Linked DNA regions of Hordeum vulgare: region 1 is linked to region 2. A link is a contact called in public Hi-C data. All regions are on one chromosome and are shown on one strand. Each heading gives the region's core, a stretch centred on a gene start, on an enhancer-like site or on the middle of the called end of the contact. The rest is flanking DNA. Distances are from core to core; before and after follow the strand shown.

Region 1 (2,958 bases), core at 350-2,849, 600 kb after region 2:
TTTTCTGTTCACTACATTGGCATAATAGTTTAATTATGGCATATCCTAATTTGATCATCAGATCCAAGTAACGGTTGCACATTACCAATTCCCTCCAATAAATTTAGAGCTTGGGTCTTTTGAGGGATAATCCAAACATAGTTGAAACAAGTGAAATTTGCACAGCATGTGTTTGATATTTGCACATGACTACACTGATATGATATTTGCACAGCATGTGTTTGAGTCATCTGTGTATCATTTGGTGCCACCTTCCATGCAAAACATTCTAGTATTCCCATAATGGCCATATCTCCGATAGACAAAAAGGTTCCCATGCCTTCATAAAATACATCACTATCTCAATCCAGATAGTCCTCTTCCTAGCCATATCGCGAAAAGAGAATTAGTAATTACTGCAAGGATTATCTAAGTAGATAGATGCTGGGTAAACATTTAGCAGAATATCCCTATTCCAAACACTAACTGCTCTATCACAGGATGAATCTATAAAATAAAAAATATGTTTCCATCCCAGCACCATCATTTATTCATTTAGCAGAATATATAGTGTGCTCAGTCTGCAGCAACATTCTACATGGGCTATTATACCGACGTTATTTACGGCGTGTTGGAGCAAACAAACAACATTGTCCTTGGGTTATTACACAAATCTGAACTAGTAATTACCACCAGGCATTGTTTGCAATGCTTCAACAACGCAACCACAGACCCAACGCAAATTCAAACTACACTCTGTTACCACTTTAAGATCCGTGTTTCAAGTAGTACGGTTCATGCCCAAGAGAATCAGTACAGCAACCGTATGCAACGTATTTTCACGCACGGATCGGATTTCATGAGGGTGATCGCGATCAACAGAAGATTAGTGCACATACATACACCTTCTATAATGTATCAAGGCACTTCACCCGTCAGCCCCCCCCCCCCCCCCCCCCCTAACATTTCCTGGAAGATAACCCGCATCAAGTTCAGAAATGATCACAAATTCAGGGCATCAGATGTCTCGTATTACCAAATCCAGCAACGGGCACACGAGTAGCAGCGTGATCCAAGTGAATGCACAGCAGATGCAGAGCAACCAACACAGCAGAGGGAGGCGATGGCGGTTACCGATCATACTGTATATACCTTTGGACGAGGCCTTAGCGGTGGTGGACGGGGAATCCGTGATCTCCTCTATCACAGCGCCGCCGTTGGGCGTCACGGGAGTGGCGGCCGCGCCGCTGCTGCGGCATCCCTGCGCCTTTTCCTCGGAGACAGCCATGGGAGAGGGTTTGCTACCTGATCGTTCCCGCTCGTCGCCCTCCTCCAATTCTCCTCTACCTCTCGTGGCAACGATCGGACACCCAGCACTGGCCCCTCCGCCTCCTCCACGGCCTTACCCGCTTCCTCCTCCTCGGCTGCTTCTACAGTTCTACTCACTCGTGTGCGCGAGGCGCGATGGGTTTTTTTGAGATTGGGAATTCGGGGCTCCACGCCGCGGAATGGGGCTGGCGTCTCGGCCGCGAGTGGGCAATCTGGGGAGAGACGGGAAGCGGAGGAGGGGTTTTGGGGTTCTGGTGGGAGTTTCACCGGTGTGCTTCGTTTTTTTGGGTTGCCGGTGATACCGTCACGGTGATGACGGCCGGAGGCAAGGGCTCGCTTGGTGCCATAGGAATAATACTATACTTACGGGATGAATCCTACGGATTCGGCCTACGGACTGAGGTGGCATGCAGCCATGCAACTGCGGGACTCAAGTTTAGAACAAATGCGTTAAGTCTTCCAACTAAATGAAGCCACGTTGCGTCCGTAACTTTAGTGCGTAGCTATTTCCTGTAAGTGTAGCATTATTCGTGCCATAGCGTGCCTTATTATTATTATAGCAAAATAGCCCGTGCGTTGTAACGAAAAAAAAAACCCACATGCTTTTAATTTTTTTATAATTATTTTGATTTATTAAAATAATAAGCTAACAAACTAATGCAGTTAGTCCTATCCTATTTTGTTGAAAAATCAACCCGTCCATTGTTAATTTCACCATAATGAGAAATTGAAGCGCGGGTTGAATAACAAAAATTACAAGGGCTTTTTTATAAAAATGGTGTGGTGGGTTTTCCGACGAAAGCAATAGCCGTTTTATTATTAGTATATTATTATTACTAGCAAAAAGGTCCGTGTGTTGCAACGAAATAAAAAATAACACACGCTCTGAACGCAATATATTTTCACATGACATCACATTTGTGTTACCGACGATGGTTTCAGTGCTTACACAACGAAAACGCGTTTAAAAGTACAGTTACTCGGAATAAGATAAGAAATATGTTGTTTCTCCCCACGAGATTTTTCAAAGATGTGCATGTGTGGTTAACAATGTTTTCTTTCCTCTCAATTTGGTTTTAATTCAATGGATGTTTATTGCAATTCGTATGGTCGTCGGAAAAAGAGAAAAAAAAGATTGTGCACTACAGATTAAGTTTGCATCAAAAATAATATTTAAGAAGTATTCAAGAGCTAAAAATGACATCTTATTTAGATTCACATTTTTCCAATCAAATTTCATATATAACATGTTAAAATCAGAGTTACGGTTTAAAAGATATGAATAATTTTGTTTTAGATAAAATATGGATAGATTAACTGAAAAGTCGGTTTTTTTGTTAAAACGAAAAAACGTTTCAGCTGACTTAAATAGGGAGGGCGGGTTGATTACCTGAAACGTCGGGGAGTTTTCTGAAAAATGCAAAAAACCGGTTCGGCTGTGACTAAAAGATGGATTGCGGGTTGATTATCTAAAACTATAAGGGCGTTTCTGCAAAATGACAAAAAAACGGTTCGTTGTGACTTAAAATTGGACTACGGGTTAATTACCTAAAACTGCGAGGACTTTTCTACAAGATGACCGACGACGGACGACAGAAGCAGTGCGCGCTTTATTATTATGAAAGATAATTACTATTATTATTATTATTA
Region 2 (2,822 bases), core at 140-2,639:
GTTACGCGTCCGCCGGATGATTTCTAAAAATAATCCGTCACCTAGCTAGCCGTTGGATGCCCGAGCTAACAGCCGTTTGATCTAACGTGCCCGCATCCCGCCGCATGGTCAGTAGTTATTTTCTGAAATGACGCTCGAGTTGCAGAAACTTTCGCTTTGTTGCAAGAAATAAACTTTGAATCCGTTAATTCCTGAAACAACGGTCAAGTTTCAGAAACAATTTGCTTGTTGCAGAAATTTTTTTTCTTCGTCTATCTGTAACATAGGTATTTTTACGGAAGAATTTTTTGCAACAACGGTCGAGTTTCAGGATTTTTTGCAAACAAAGTCAGGTTGCAGAAGCACTACCCCAGCCGGGATCCGGTCTGGCGCGGGGAGGCAGGGCCGACGCGAGTCGGCCGGCGGCAGGAACGCGACGGCGATGGCTGGGGGCTCCAGCGCCGGTGGCTGGGGCTCCGGTGGCGGCAGGATCGGCCGGCGGCGGCGCACCACGGCGGGGCAGGCCGGCGACGCGAGGTCGTCGGGGCGGAGGCACGGACTGGACAGTTTCTCTGAAACAACTGCCCAGTTTCAGAAACTGTGCCCCAGTTTCAAAAATCGTTTGACGCGGGGTTAGATGGAGTAAGATCCGACGGACGAGGAAGCGGTGGACAGTTTATTTGGATCCGCCGGTGGAAGGTAAGAGTTTCCCAAAATTTATACGTTATATAAACATGGGTGATAACAGATCTTCCAGCCCTATGCTGTATGAACTGATAATTCATACAATCGCTCGTCATGGATGGGAATGCGGCCCTAAAATGCACATAGATCATGGTCATTTCTGAACCACTTTCCAGCAATATAAAGATTTAACTCACAAACTTCATTAAACCTACAAATTCGGAGAGACCAACTACCTACACAACAATTCCAGCGACTAAGCGCATAACACACCAAGGATCCACTAAAACCCATCAAGATTCAAGAATCACTCAGCGATATAACTAAAAAAGCTCACATATATCATCGTTAACAGCAACATATAATACACCAAAGGAAAGAAGAATAAGCGTATGGGATCACGAGAAGGCGCGCGGGAGATTGCTCGTACCAGCCGATGCGGTTAGCGAGAAGAAGAGCAGCAGAAGCAGGCTGTAAGTGGGAGTCGGACGCAACGGCGGAGGAGGGCTCATCGTAGTAAACCTGCCCACCGGCAGTCCGGCAGGGTCTCGCGGCGGCGGGCGGGCGGGCGGGCGGCCAGCCGGCGTGATCCGTCAGCGGATAGGCGACCAGGGAGGGGAATCAATCCGTGGTCGGACGGATCGATCCGCTAGCGGACTGCGGACCAGACACCCAAGTCAACAGCTCTGCGTAATCCCTCGACGTAGATGGGCCGGTCCAATAACGCATGACGTCCCCCTCCCCCCTCCCGTGGAGCGCTCCCAGTACACGGCATCAGAAAAATGTCGGGTTTGTGACATTTTAAAAATCTTTATGCATTTCAATAAAATGTACTTCCTCGGTTCTTAAATATAAGTCTTTTTAGAGATTTCACTAAAGGACTACATACGAAGCAAAATGAATAAATCCATACTCTAAAGTATCTCTATATACATCCGTATGTAGTCTTTTAGTGAAATTTTTAAAAATACTTATATTTAGAAAAGAAGGGAGTACGTGGCATTTCTGAAAATTAAAATACAATGTAAAAATGGTGGTGTAATTAAAAAAATGTTCCATACAATTTAAATATATATGTTACGCTTTAGAGCATGTTCACGCGTTTCATTTGTTTGTGACATATAAAAAATGCTTATACAATGTAAAAATTGTTCACATAGTTTAAAAATATGTTTTGTGCCAACAAAAAAAAATGATTAACACGTACTCAAAAATGTTCAAAACCATGTTTAAAAAAAATATTTGGAAAGGTTAAACCTGCATAAAAATGGATGCTTGGACGAGCTGCGGGAGTAGTCACACGAGGCTCCCTCTGTGGTGCCCTTCCCATTGTTCTTGCCAAAAAATCCAATTCATCTTCTCTGGAAAAACGATGAAATTCCATGAATTTATGTGGCAAAAAAGTTCATGCATCCAAAAACGAACAATTGGACGTGAGAACTATGAATACTAATGTCTAAAATCAATGTGGGATCGAAAAAATACCAAACTATCCTAAATCCAAAATGCGAGAAAATATCCATGGATAAAAAAATCACGGATCTAGAAAGAAACTTACTCACTAGAAGACTTCTCAACTCAAATGAACAAAACCGGTGAGGAATTAGATGTTTTGATGGATTAGCGAGATAGAGATAGCGAGAGGGAGGGAGGGAGGGAGGCGGGGCAATGTTAAAAAACAGCTCTAGCCCCACAGTTGACTCCTTTTGGATAATTTTTCATGTGGTATGACTACTGATACGAGGGAGAACACTCGTACTACAAATCACATTGATTGGCATGATTGAACCTATAATATGAAGTAGTGATCAAATGAAGCATATCTGTAATTGCGCTTCCACGAGAGAAGACGATGCCTAGTATGAGTGCGCCAGCCTGTACATGGTGGCGTCGCCTCCCCTTGGTTGAGTATTTACTATGGTAGCTTCAGATCGTGAAGGAGAGCTCCAGAGAGATCAAAAACTCTACCATAACCAAGAACTTCAGGCCGTGAATTTTCGGAGGGGAAATAGATAGAAGGTCTCCGCTACGCCATGCACTCGATCAAAGGGACCCTGATATCAACCATCATCGACACCGCCCCATATTTAACTCTTTGTAATATTGAACCCTATAAGAATTCGTATGTGTATTACTTTTACTGATCATCCATGATTACC

The links. A called contact is a pair of places that touch in the nucleus more often than the background predicts.
Region 1: a contact with region 2 is called in a Hi-C map of leaf, with 7 times the contacts expected there. The contact joins the promoter of LOC123403406 here to the promoter of LOC123402893 in region 2. A contact is called at or near these places in 5 of 6 Hi-C or Micro-C datasets (leaf, seedling and an unstated tissue) and 1 of 1 datasets of contacts at active chromatin or transcription factors (embryo).

What each region holds. Positions count from the first base shown.
Region 1 is chr6H:324,609,731-324,612,688 of MorexV3_pseudomolecules_assembly, forward strand. LOC123403406 (copper methylamine oxidase-like) reads right to left here and starts at 1,600. Exons shown (of 12, transcript XM_045097341.1): 1 at 1,132-1,600. The coding sequence starts at 1,267.
Region 2 is chr6H:324,010,218-324,013,039 of MorexV3_pseudomolecules_assembly, forward strand. It overlaps LOC123402893, which reads right to left and starts at 1,390. Exons shown (of 5, transcript XM_045096860.1): 1 at 1,094-1,390. The coding sequence starts at 1,175.